Regions from separate parts of the Mus musculus genome. Here region 2 is linked to region 1. A link is a contact called in public Hi-C data. All regions are on one chromosome and are shown on one strand. The core of a region is the stretch at or near the end of the contact, and the rest is flanking DNA. Distances in the headings are between cores, read along the strand shown. Region 1 overlaps Dscam (DS cell adhesion molecule). Region 2 overlaps Dscam (DS cell adhesion molecule).

Region 1 (6,347 bases), core at 2,424-4,923:
GTGTGTGGATATGTGATGTATATGTACATGTGTGTGGTTTTGTGCATCCATGTGTATGTGAACAGAGGCTAAAGGAGGATGTTCCATGTTGGAGCCGGGCAGAGGTGGGCAATCCTACAGTCTTCCAGTCCCTGCCCAGCCTCCAGTGCTGGGATTAGAGGTGTGGGTGGCCATGGCTGACTTTTTATGTGGGTGACCTCATGCTTTTATGGCAGTTCTCTTACAACTGAACCATCTCCATGGCTCCCACTTCTACATTCTAAGGGAAGGATTCCATGAGAGAATAATTTACTGTCCCCATCCCACAGAGGCCTTGGAAGTGCTGCTTTCCAAGCTCATGTGCATGGCAGAGGAGAGAGATCCACACCTAGACAGACTCAGGGAGAAATGGCTGTTGATCTGGAGTGCTTATATCTGCTGCTTCACATCCTGTTGAGGCAGATCCTGGGTTTACTGGAGAAACATTTCTCTGTAGCTTTTTATTTTGCATGGTCAAATGAACATGTGGGACAGAAAGCTTTGTTTCATTCATTAATTTCTGTTATTTTCACATGATATCTTTATTAACCAGGTGTGTGTGTGTGTCTGTGTGTATGTATGTGTCTGTGTACTTGTATGTATTTCTGTGTGTGCCTGTGTGTCTATGTCTGTGTGTCTATGTATGTATGTGTGTTTGTGTCTGTGTATGTGTGGGGGGGTGCCTCTCTGTGTATGTATCTGTCTGTGCATGTGTCTATATGTGTGCATGTGTGTCTGAGTGTGTATCTTTATATGTGTGTCTATGTGTATCTGTTTGTGTGTGTCTGTATATGTGTGTGTCTGTGTATGTATCTCTGTGTGTATGTCTGTGTATATGTGTGTGAAGTTCTGGCATTTTCTGGAATGCCTTCCAGCATCTGCATCTAGCTTCATTACACTTTGGGCAGAGCAACAAGGAATGTCTTCAGATCACAGGGTTACCAGAGTTGTCAGTGTCTTTTGTAGCACAAAGCTTAGCCCACCAGACAAAGCAGAAGGCTCAGGGTTTATCTGTTGGGTTGTAGTCATAATTACTTTTAGTTCTCTCAATAATATGAAGAGGATCATTCTTAGAGTCATGATTCTTTGTCCTAAAGCTAGGCTTAGAGTCAGGCATGGTAGCACATGCCTGTGGTCCTGCAACTCCAGAGACTAAGACAGGTAAGTTCAAGATAAACATCACAATTATTTCAGTCACCTCTGAACAAACAGCAACAGTGCTCACAGGACTGTATGGAGCATGATCAGGAGAGAATGAAGAAGACAGAAAGACCAGTATTGTCATAGGAGCGGTCCACCCAGAGCTGGCAGGAGTCTGGGGACCATATCTGACCACAGCCCAGTTAGGCTAGCTGCATCCAGCATTGAGAAATGTGTCAGCAAGTGCCCAGTGTCCTCTGAAGGACACTAGCCTGACTGCTAAGACCAGAATCAACCACAAGGTCAACCTGGGAGTGAGGGACCCTGAGGAGCTGACTGAAGTGCTAATAAGCACATCTTCAATGAAAGCTTGTTGTTAGCTAACTGCACAGAGGGAGGGGAGCGCAGAGATTGCTCACTGGAGAACTTCTAAGGCCTCCCTTGCCTCAGTGCTCTAAAACCCAGAATAGGTGAGATGTCAGAGTGACTCATTGTTTGGTGAGATGGGCATTTCTTCTCCACGGACCTGGGAATCTTCAAATGTCCTTGAGCATCTCCAGGGCCCTGGAAAGATTTCTGGGCAGGGCATTCTAAGTGCCTTGAATGGAGTCTGCTTTGAATGGCCTCCTTGCAAGAAATCCCAAAGGAGGCATTAAGAACAAAGTTTCTCACTATCTCTCCTGGATGCCGACCCCCTTTGCAGGCACACAGGCACATATCTGCATGCAGGAGCCTCCAGGTCATTGTTATTTATCATGTCTAGGGGAACACTGTCATCCCAGGAGGCCCATGATTAACGATAATGTGGGAACTGGAGGTAATTTGCTGACATGTTAGATCTCTGCAAGGCACTAGGATGGAAGCAGCATTTTTCAAACCCTGCTCTGTGGGAGCCCCAGGGGCTGTGGGGACTCCAGGCAGGAGGAGGGTGGAACTCTTGTGGCAGACTCTCCATTCTGAGCTTGCTTGGCTCTCTGTGTTTGTTACACTCCTATGAAGATTCTGAATAACAAAAGTGAATGTGATCTGTAAAGAAAAAAGAAATCTCTTATTATTATATCTCAAATGGAGTGTCCCTTATGGAAGGAATGTGCCAAACGATTCCCGGACCATTTTCTAGGCATGCATACATGCATCTTTAGAGTTTTGTTTTGACTTGTTTTTGTTGTTGTTGTAGTCATTGCCTGGGTTTTTTGTTTGTTTATTATTTTGTTGTTTTTGTTTTTTGAGCTGGGATGGAACCCCAGGGTCGTGTGCATGCAAGGCAAGTATTTTGCCACTTAGCTGCACTGCACACCTTGTGAGTCCATTCTGAGGGTCATCTGCATTCATTTGGGGTTGCCATAACAACAGCAATGTGTGGCTGAACAAGAACTTATTCCCACAGGGATTTGGGGGTTGGAGTTGGGTTGGGGTTCATTCCTTCACAGGTTCTCCATTTTGACTTGCAGATAGCTGCTTTAGTCAACTTTGCCGAACTATAATGAAAACCCAAGGGCAGGCTACTAATGAAGCAGAGTTCAACCTATTTCTCTTACAGTGGTGGCACTTCAGGCTGGCTCCTACTTTATTCAGTTTCCACTTGGGTCCTGTGGAATATGTCAGGTGTTGATGCTTCCTGTGGTAGGGGCCTTAAGAAGTAGGAAGAGCTGGGTGTGGTTGCACACGCCTTTAATCCCAGCACTTGGGAGGCAGAAGCAGGTGGATTTCTGAGTTTGAGGCCAGCCTGGTCTACAGAGTGAGTTCCAGGACAGCCAGAGCTACACAGAGAGACCCTGTCTCAAAAAAAAGAAAGAAAGAAAGGAAGGAAGGAAGGAAGGAAGGAAGGAAGGAAGGAAGAAAGAAAGAAAGAAAGAAAGAAAGAAAGAAAGAAAGAAAGAAAGAAAGAAAGACAGACAGACAGACAGACAGACAGACAGACAGACAGACAGACAGAAAGACAGACAGACAGACAGACAGAAAGAAAGACAGAAAGAAAGACAGAAAGACAGAAAGACAGAAAGACAGAGAAGTAGGAAGAGAGGATATTGAGCAGGGTTGGGCTCAGCCTTTAGTACAACCCTTCTCCAAAGCTACCTGGACTCCAACCAAGAACACAGCCCAAAGACCAAGTAATTCCCACTATAGATCCCTCTTAAGGATACAAGATCTCAGAATCATCCATCAGACTGACAGGGACCTCAGTATAAGCCACACCCAGTGCACAGCACTGGCTATGTCTTCCCTGCCTCCTTGCATGATTGTGTCTTGAGTGTCTGAGTCTCTGTCCCCTTTGATGAGGACACCAAGCCCACTGGATTAGAACTCTCTCTATGGCCTTATTCAACCTTGCTCACCATTTGAAAGGACCCACTCCAAATGTAGCTGCCTTGTAGGGCATTGGGGTTTCAGTATGTTAAGATTGGAGGGCATGACTTGATGTGTAACATAATTTAAAAACAGCAGGACACACACACATTCTCAGTCACACAGATCTTTAAGGTCACAGATGCTTTTCCTGACCTTGTGGCCAACACTTGCAGTCAGTGAATCTGACATGGATGCTTTGGGTAAGGAGTCATAGTGCCACCCCCACCCCCACCCCAGAATGACAGGAAGCCTGATTGCCACTTGGCTGGCCCTTCCAGTAAGAAGTAGATTTCCATGCCTCCTCCTGCTCCAGATGACTGCCTATCCTCTGTAAGTTTCTTTAGGGTTTCTAGCATCTGGTCCAAGGAGAATGGCACACTCTCCCATGCAATGTAGATCACCTGCTTTTGTATTTCAGTCTGGCTGCCAAGTCCATATCTGAGATGTTCTTTCTGGTAGGTAAGCCAAGCTGCTATGGCTGATTTTTAGTCTCTGCTGGTTTGGTGAGCTATGTCTTTCTCTTCCTAGAACCATGGGTATTCCTAAATAACCCAGTGCTCTGCATGGCTGTTTTATTAGCTGTCGAAACAGCCTCAACACTAGCTCAGAAGACTGACCCATGGGACCTCAGCAGCAAACACATCAAATGCCTTTCTATGCCCATTCCAATCAGTGTGAGAAACTGTTCACAGTCTTCTTATATCTCTCCCATGGTCACATGCATCAGCTGCCATCCAGGTTCTGTACCATGATCCACGTTGGGTGAGTCAGTTATCTTTGAAGAGAATGAAAGGTTTCAGATAACTGGATAGAAATGTGAACACTTACACACACACACACACACACACACACACACACACACACACACACCATTCTTTCTCATACACACACACACACACACCATTCTTTCTCATACACACACACACCATTCTTTCTCATACACACACACACACATACATACAAACATACATACACACACACACACACACACACACACACACACACACACACACACACACATACAAATACAAATCAATGGTCCACATATCTGATTTTAAACTATGTGCTGAGTATTTTCAAACCTCTGAGTCCACAGTGTGATATAGCTACAAAAATCAAAAGTGAAACTGTTTCAAAACATTCCACTTTTTTTTTTTTTAAGAAACAGTGTGTCTAATATAATCAAGTATGTGAGTCTCTGGGTAAAGAAAACAAACCTAGGCAGATTTAATCTCCCATTGGCAATGTAGCCAGGCAGAGTGCTTAGTTCACATTCATGTGGTCCTGGTTTCATCACAGCATCTCAAAAATAAAAAAAATAAAAAAAAAAAGAATCTGTGCGATTATAAAATCAAACATGATTAATTCCCCTAAAGTTTCTTTTGTTTGTTTAAAGAAATTTTTTCTTTAGAACTGCTTTAAATAGTCCTTAGTGAATTTAAAATATCATTGAATGTGGGAAAAAAAAAACCTTTCTTGCTCATTTTCTCTGGAACATATGTTTTGAAATGTGATGTAATCCTGCCTTCTAAATTTGGGCATGGATGGACACAGTGTTCACATTCCCCGAATGTGCACAAACACAAGCTCATTCCCTCAACACGTGCAAATGACATAATGGAACCAAAAATGGTCACAAAGAGACAGATGATCAGTACCCCTCAGTTTGAGATCTGCCCTTCTCTCTGCAGAGCCACACTGGGGAAAGTACAGAAGCCCCTCCTTTATCCAAGATGGCAGCTTTGTCTCACATGGAGTTCTGTGGATCTGGTAAAGATCCCCCTGGCCACTAAGTAGTTCCTTTGCCCATAATGCTATCTTGCCACTCTCCCACCCAACTAAAGCCATCATATAATATCCAATTGCCCTTTTTAGTAGGTCTATTCTCTCATCTCCCTGGGGACACCTCACAGTTCATGGTATGTTTAAAACTTTGTCATTTGGCAGCATTGTGCTTCTTGTGGTCTCATTCTCTCCCTAATCCCCATAGATAGGAGGCTGTGAAATATTAAACTATTAAATTCCCATGAAGCATGTGGCAGAGGATTAGAAAACAATCTAGTATATGCATCATGGGTTATCTTCACTTTTCCTGGGGAAAAGAACTCCTTCATCACAATGGGAAATGATGTGGCCTTAAAGACCTGGACTTCATTGAGTTATCTGTCCCTGCCTGCTGAGGGAAAGTGGCTTCTCATTTTGGATATGAGAGCCTTCTTCTGCCATGGGAAAAGGCTGCCATTTTACACATGAGGTAAAACCTTCACACAGAGACTCCACATGGACGGGAGCATTGACCACTCATAGTTTGTCCATCATCTGGATCTTCCCTCTAAGGATACAATTAATTCATGGGCCCATATCATTTCTACCTTACTTTCTTGATACATTGCAAAGCAGATGTATCAATAAATATTCACCATCATTAGATGAAATAAGAGAGTTTATGGTGATTGATTTTCACAGATGTGGTCCATTCCATAATGATGGAGTTAAGACTCCAAGTGTCTGTTAACTTTAATTAATAATGCGTGTGTGTGAAATGTATTGCATGTGTATATATGCCTGGACTAGAGGTAAACTTCGAGTTTCTTTCTCTATTGCCCTCCACCATACTTTTTAAGTCATGGTATCTCATGGAAACTGAGGCTCACTGATTGGTTGGATTATCTCTAATCCCTTAGCACTAGGATTATAGGAGGAGGCAGTTATGCCTGGCTTAGGTGTGGGGGCTTAGCATCCAAATTTTGGCTCTTGTGTGCGAGCACTTCACCCACCAAGCCACTTTCTCAGCCCAATAACAAGTTTACAAGCATCCCTTCAAGCTTAAGGAATAACTG
Region 2 (6,347 bases), core at 2,443-4,942, 200 kb before region 1:
ATTCTTTTGCAGATTTTCCAAATCCTCTAGAAGTTTCTAGAAAGGAAAGGCTGCCCATGACCTCTTCCTTTCCATAGCAGCTATGTGGCCTGCGCCTCAGTCCTATCATCTAGAAAGTGGGTTCTTGATAGGATCTGCCTCATGTAGAGTTGGTATAAGAAGGATGTAAGCACATGTGTATAGAAGGTTGAGCCAGCATCTGGTAGGTATGTTTTAGGTGCTAAATGCCATCTGTTAGTCCTTACCCTCAGCTGTGCTGAAAGTCTGGAACTGTCATGGGGATTGGGCAACAGTGAAATGATCTCATGAAGAAACTCAGGTGCACTTACTGTGGATGACTCTACAGTAACCATGCACTGGACTGTGCACCCTGGCCGCAGCCCCAGATAGAGCCTCTGTGACTACATGAAGGTAAAATGGGAAACTTTACAATCAGATCCCTGTTTTGATCCTGTGATCCTATTCTGCCAATAGTGGGGAAACAGTGTAAAGAAGTTGGAGAACCAATTCTAAATTTGCCTTCATGTTTCAATAAAAGTGAGAAACTGAAAGAGAAAAGAGAAGGAAATTATTCTTTGAAGAAATGTCAAAGGCGACTTCCTGTTTTGGCTGAGGGAAAAAAATGGAACCAGTGATGTAATAACTCCCTTGTATTTTTAGAAAGCTGATGGGGTACATTCAAAAGACATCCCGTGGCTTTCCCTAGAGAAGAGGCAGAGCTATTACTGAAAAAGGAAGTGATGTCTGCAGGTATAAGGATTAGTCAGGGAGCTTGTTGGTGAAGAGAAACTGGGTAGGGAGAGCTAAGATTTACAGTCCAGGGTCAGAGGTCTGTGGATGAAAAATCAGTAGGAGATAGCATGGGTGAAGGGCATATGGCTAGCTTGACCTGATAAGGTTCCTGATAAAGGCTGACCAGCATCACTAGTCATCCCCAGGAGCTGGAGAGGCCAAGAAGCCCATTCAGATCAGATATTGAGGGTGGCTCTGTAATCTTGATTGGAATCCTGTTGTGTTTGCATTAGTCTCTCTAAAGAAGTAACTGATTGTATATGCATGTGTATGTGTATGTATACATACATGAATTTATTAGAGTAGCTTGAAGACCGTGTGTGGTCAATGGAAAGATCAAAAATCTAGTAGTTGTTCAGTTTATGAAATGGATGGTTCGGTATTCTCGATCTGGTGCTGGGGTCTCAGAGGATTCCTAGAGAGCTGCTGGTCAAGCAGAAAAAAAAATGTCCTTTTATGTGGGCTGTCACCAGAAGGTGTGACCTAGATTTGGGGTGATTCTTCCCATCTCAAATGATGTAACCAAGAAACCCCTTATAGAAGTGTCCAGCTTCTTAGATTTTGGTTGAATCCAGATGTAGTCAAGTTGGCTACCAAGATTATCCATCACATCTGGTAATCTTGGAGAATGTAAAAAAATATAAACTCAGAAGATGGTAATGTGTGGCTAGTCAAAGAGAGTTTAGGGAGCCCAGGGAGAGGTGGCTCAGTAAGTGATGGTTTTTCCAACTGGATATGACTTGGGGCCAGGATGGCAGATAGAAGCTCCTCTCTGAGGAATGACCAGAGGAGCCTTGACTTGCATTTGGCTTTTCATAAGGGCTCTTGAGTTGCAAGCCACACTCATCTGTAGGTACCAGAAAGCACCACCAGTTTCATCTCTCCCTGTTCCATGAATGCAGCTCTGCAGGACAGGTGTTTAGCTGAGGTAATCTGTGAGCTGCTCATCAGACTCCCACGTTTTGTAAGAACCATCTATGTGACTCATCTTCTTTTATATAATACCCAGCTCAGAACATCAAGCCATTATGAAGACCTCATGAAGAACAGATTATCAAAGACTGAGAACGACATTCTTTGATCTGGAGTGTTCCTGTAGGGTGAGAAAGATTAACGACAGTGGAAGGATGGTGGGAAGCCTCCAAGGTCAAGGCTTATATGTGCTAATTTGAACAGATTCCCAGCACCCATTATAGGAGGCTCTAAATTTTTGGTCTCCAAACAAACTCATTCGGACATCAAAAGAGGTCTTTAACTGCTCATTAACACTACAGTCTGGGACACTTGATGCACTTCCCTGTTGAGTGAACTGCAGGCTCCTATCCTTCCATTTGCCTTCCTTTCCAGAGTAAGGTGGCATTCCTTTCTTCATTCCCAGGCTCTTTTGTCTAAGGCTCTCCACAGTCTAGGGTTTAGCTTGAGTTCCCAATAACTAATTGCTTTTGGTTCAAACTTGCTGATTCCAGTTGACATGCTCCCTGGCAGCTGCTCTGGTCTAGAAACCACTCTACCCTGGGTGACCCAGTACACAGAGTTCCTGTAGATGGGGCCCCAAGGATATTAGGGAAACCTTCAGATAGTCACTCACTCTCAGGAACATCAGGATAGGCTTGGTGTCTTATTGAGAATAAGCTCAGGCAAGATTATTTGTTACACTCAGACACCAGCCAGGACCACTCTTGACCTCATCAGGTATGCCCTGCAGGGCTCACTGGAAGCAAGACTAAGGGTTGCCATTAGCAGAAGGGATGAAATAGCCATTGGAAGCATTGTGTGGGATGAGTGTAAAAGACTCCTTGGGAGTTTGTAGAATGTGAGGCAAGAGTGTCACGGTGTTGTTTTTAAACTGATCACACTGCAGCCTCATGGCTTAGAGATAGGGAATAATCTGTGATGTGGTGTGAGGTTAGATGACTGTATGTCCTTTAGTTATGCCCTGGCCTGTGCTGTGTTATAAATTCAGATGTTTTCCTAAAATATGTTCAATAGCACAATGTTCTTTCTTCTAACTAAGTGGTTTATTTACTATGGTATATAATATGTGTGTATGAGTGTGAATATACACAAGTCATGGCACATGCATGGATATCAGAAAACAACTTCATATAGTTTCTTTTCATCTACCTTTACGTGGATTCAGGGGGCAGACTCAGGATGTCAGGCTGGAGCAGCAAGCACCTTTGCTTGCTGAGTCATTTTGTAGGCCCTCAAAATGTTTGATAAGTACATAGTTTTCCAATTCATCAAAATAGTCTGCTTGATTTTTTTTTGGCCCTTTAATTCATCCCTTAGTGAACACACAGGTGCACATGCAGACATATACACATATATACACAGGTGCATGTGTACGCACAGGTACATGTACATATATAGGCACACACATATGGACATGTGTACACAAACACACACACACACACACACACACACACACACACACACACACACACACACACATACACACTGGCGAGATGAGCCAAGTACCAATTAGCAAATCACTGGCGTTCTGACCTGAATGTCACAGAAGACATCATGAGCAGTGCCGTCAATTCATATTGTCAATTAGCTGTGATGCCCAGAACCAGACATTAGCAAAGCTGCAATTAATATTGGGAACATCACTTCAACCTGCCATTCAATCAGGAACAGCTTCGAGATGCTCGTTCTAGCACACTTTGTTCTCAGTGGCAGTCATGCTGATGATATTTAAAGGAATGTTTAATTGAGCAGATCTGGCACCTTGACCCTCATCCCTAGCCACACTGGGCAGGGCCTCACAGGAATCTGGGACTGCAGAGGTCAGCCATGCACAGCCAGAAAGAAAGGTGCAGAGCCACAGAGCATCTTCCTTAGAGCAGTGGCAGCTGAGCAGGACATGGCTGCTTAGTATTTGGCAACAGAATGACAGCTGGGAGTCCTCAGTGTCATGGTTCAGTGCTCATGTGCTCATGTGACCAGCCCATCCTGGGGCCCTTGACTTCAGTTTGTGAGACTCAGACCCCAGTCTGTGATTATCTACACATAAGTAAAGAGAGGGATACTGCCTTCCTCAGTAGAAAATTAAGATTTTTATCTCTGTATCGTCTGCAGCCACCCCTCCCCCATGCCTCTAGTGTGTTGTCTTTGTGTGATCCAGTGCTCTGCTCACCTGTGCTGTCCATGGGCTCATGTCTCTTCCTTCCTTCCTTCCTTCCTTCCTCCCTTCCTTTCTTCTTTATTGGTTAACATTTCAAATGTTGTTCTCCTTTCCAGATTCTCCTCTGCAAGCTCCCTGTTCCCTTCCTCTTCCACTGCCTCTATGAGGGTGCTCCCCCAAATTCTCACCTCACCACCCTAGCATCCACCTACACTGGGGCAACAAGCCTCCACAGAATCAAAGACCTCCCCTCCCATTGATGCCAGATAAGGCAATCCTCTGCTACATCTGTGGCTGGAACCATGGGGTCCCTCCATGTATATTCTTTGGTTGGTGATTTAGTCTCTGGGAGCTCTGGCAGGGGTTGGGGGGGTCCAGTTAGTTGATATTGTTGTTCTTCCTATGGGGTTGCAATCCCTTTCAGCTACAGGCACACTTTTCTATTGCTAACAAACAGCCTTCCTATTACAGCATGGAGTGGTCAGGGCTATCTGCTGTTGCTGCCTGGTAATTTTACAAAGTAATAGATAGTGATCATATTACATATACATATATGTGTTTTATATGCATATGTTTTGTATATATGTTATGTGTGTGTATAACTGAACTGGTCAGGAAGTAAAAAAGGAGGTGGTAGAGACATAGTGGGAACTTGAGGGGGAGATTGTGGGATAGAAATGATGTGAATACAGCACTCATGTATGAAATTCTCAAAAAATAAAATAAAATAAAAATCATAAAAAGACCTTGGAAAATTTCTCTGCCTGGGAATTAGAGGACTGTGCTGTTCTGGCTTGGTGCCTACCCACAAACAATCAATTGTTTGCAGTAAAAATATCATAGGAGGAAATGAATTTGAAATGACCTATTTTATCACGAGCCAACCTTGTGTTTTTATTCAGCATCCTAGCTGCTCCCAGCATTCTAGTTTCATGTCACCTTCTGTTAGGTTTGCGAAGGCCATCCCTCAACGACTCTGTCAGCATTGTGTTCTCTGGCATCTCTAAGCTTCATGTCAAAAGCACACGGTCAGAGGCCGTGTTTTGTATTTCTATATGTAGGGGCCACAGGGAGAATTTCAACTCACTTTGCAGGTTGGTCCTAACAGTTCATTATTTTTAATAAGTAGCCATGCTACTGGTTGAACGTTCCCCCTGTAGATTTAATTAGTCTCTATCCCCACCCCTTTGCTAGTTGATGGAGCTGGGAGAAGGGAAATGGCGGCAATTTGAAACCTTGTTAGAAATTTATGAAGTGCTAAAATGTTTTATTCCCAGAGGCTGGCTTGCCAGCTGTCACAGAGTGAATCCGCTGCCTGCCTCTGAGGGCTTGTGATGGCGGGGAGGAGGAGGGCCCAGTCTGCCAGGCTGAGTAAATGATGCGCTCCCTAATTAGTACAGCATAGATACAGGCCCATCATTTCCCTGCAATTGATCAGCAGTAGGTAAGAGGAGCACTGAGGCCTGTCTAGAGAAGGAATCAGAGTATAGATTAGCATCATGAAGGAGGGCCATTGTGGCCTTTAATAGAAGACACTGAGAGTCTGGGGGTCGATGGCTTGGAAATTAAGACAAACATCTATTTTATTGTGATCTCCAGCAGACAATTGCCCCATTCCTTGCAAAATGTCCTGAACTAATTTGTTCTGGGAAAATGCCATCCTGCAAATCTTGGGAGGTGTCTGGGGTGGTCTTGAGGTATCCTGTCTACAAGCATGATTGGCTCAAAGATACCACTCCACAGCTGCTCTGATGCCTCCAATTTATTTCTCAAGGAAACAAAGTGACCTTTTAAAAGGTGTTTCTATGTGTGTGGTGTGCGTGGTATTTACCTGTATGTTTGTGTGTATGTGTGTGCATGCAAATGAGCATATATTCCTGTGCAGAGCCAATGCTGATGTCAGAGTCATCCTTCATTGATCTTCATCTTATATGTCGAGGCAACACTTCTCACTTGAGTCCAGAGCCCACTGAAATGTCTGGGGTACCTAGTTGGTTGCTCAAGTGTTACTCTGTGTTCACTTTCTTAATGAGAGTGCTGGTGCTGCAGGTATGTCACCATGTCCATGTGGCATTTATGTGTGCTCTGAGGGCCTGAATTTCAATACTTACACTGAGCCTTCTCTAGATAACAGAGTAGTTGTTGTTATTGTTTGTATGTCGGGGTTTTGTTTCTATTCAATTAAAGAGAAGGAGGAAGATGAGGGTGGGGAAAAGTGGGCAGGAGGGGACACCAGAGACTGGCCCTGGCCAGGCTATTCTGCAGCTCTCCTCTAGGCTAGCTCTGTGGGAAGGCAGAAGCCTAGGGAACTGCCTCAGCTGTGTCCATGGCTCCCTTGGGAGAGATGTGCACACAACCTTTGTGACACCCAGGTTAGTTAGGAAATTGAACTTGAGTGACGACCCTGCACCCATGCCCCTGC

The links. Hi-C and Micro-C count contacts between places; a contact is called where the count stands out from the background.
Region 2: a Hi-C map of the N1E-115 cell line shows a contact between it and region 1, with 4 times the contacts expected there. The contact joins two enhancer-like sites. A contact is called at or near these places in 3 of 484 Hi-C or Micro-C datasets (the N1E-115 cell line, cerebral cortex and nephron progenitors).

Annotation. Positions count from the first base shown.
Region 1 is chr16:96,900,162-96,906,508 of GRCm38.p6, reverse strand. All of the region lies in intron 3 of Dscam (DS cell adhesion molecule), which reads left to right. It overlaps Gm32432 (a long non-coding RNA gene), which reads right to left. Exons shown (of 2, transcript XR_876307.3): 1 at 1-6,347. Among named protein-coding and RNA genes, the nearest start is that of Gm32432, 21 kb to the right of the region's middle. Within about 2 kb of position 3,673, at least 21 of the 459 cell types and tissues checked have an H3K27ac peak or open chromatin away from gene starts, as enhancers often do. A contact at or near this core is called in the N1E-115 cell line, where this site is marked.
Region 2 is chr16:97,097,551-97,103,897 of GRCm38.p6, reverse strand. All of the region lies in intron 1 of Dscam (DS cell adhesion molecule), which reads left to right. Among named protein-coding and RNA genes, the nearest start is that of Dscam, 70 kb to the left of the region's middle. Within about 2 kb of position 3,692, at least 11 of the 459 cell types and tissues checked have an H3K27ac peak or open chromatin away from gene starts, as enhancers often do. A contact at or near this core is called in the N1E-115 cell line, where this site is marked.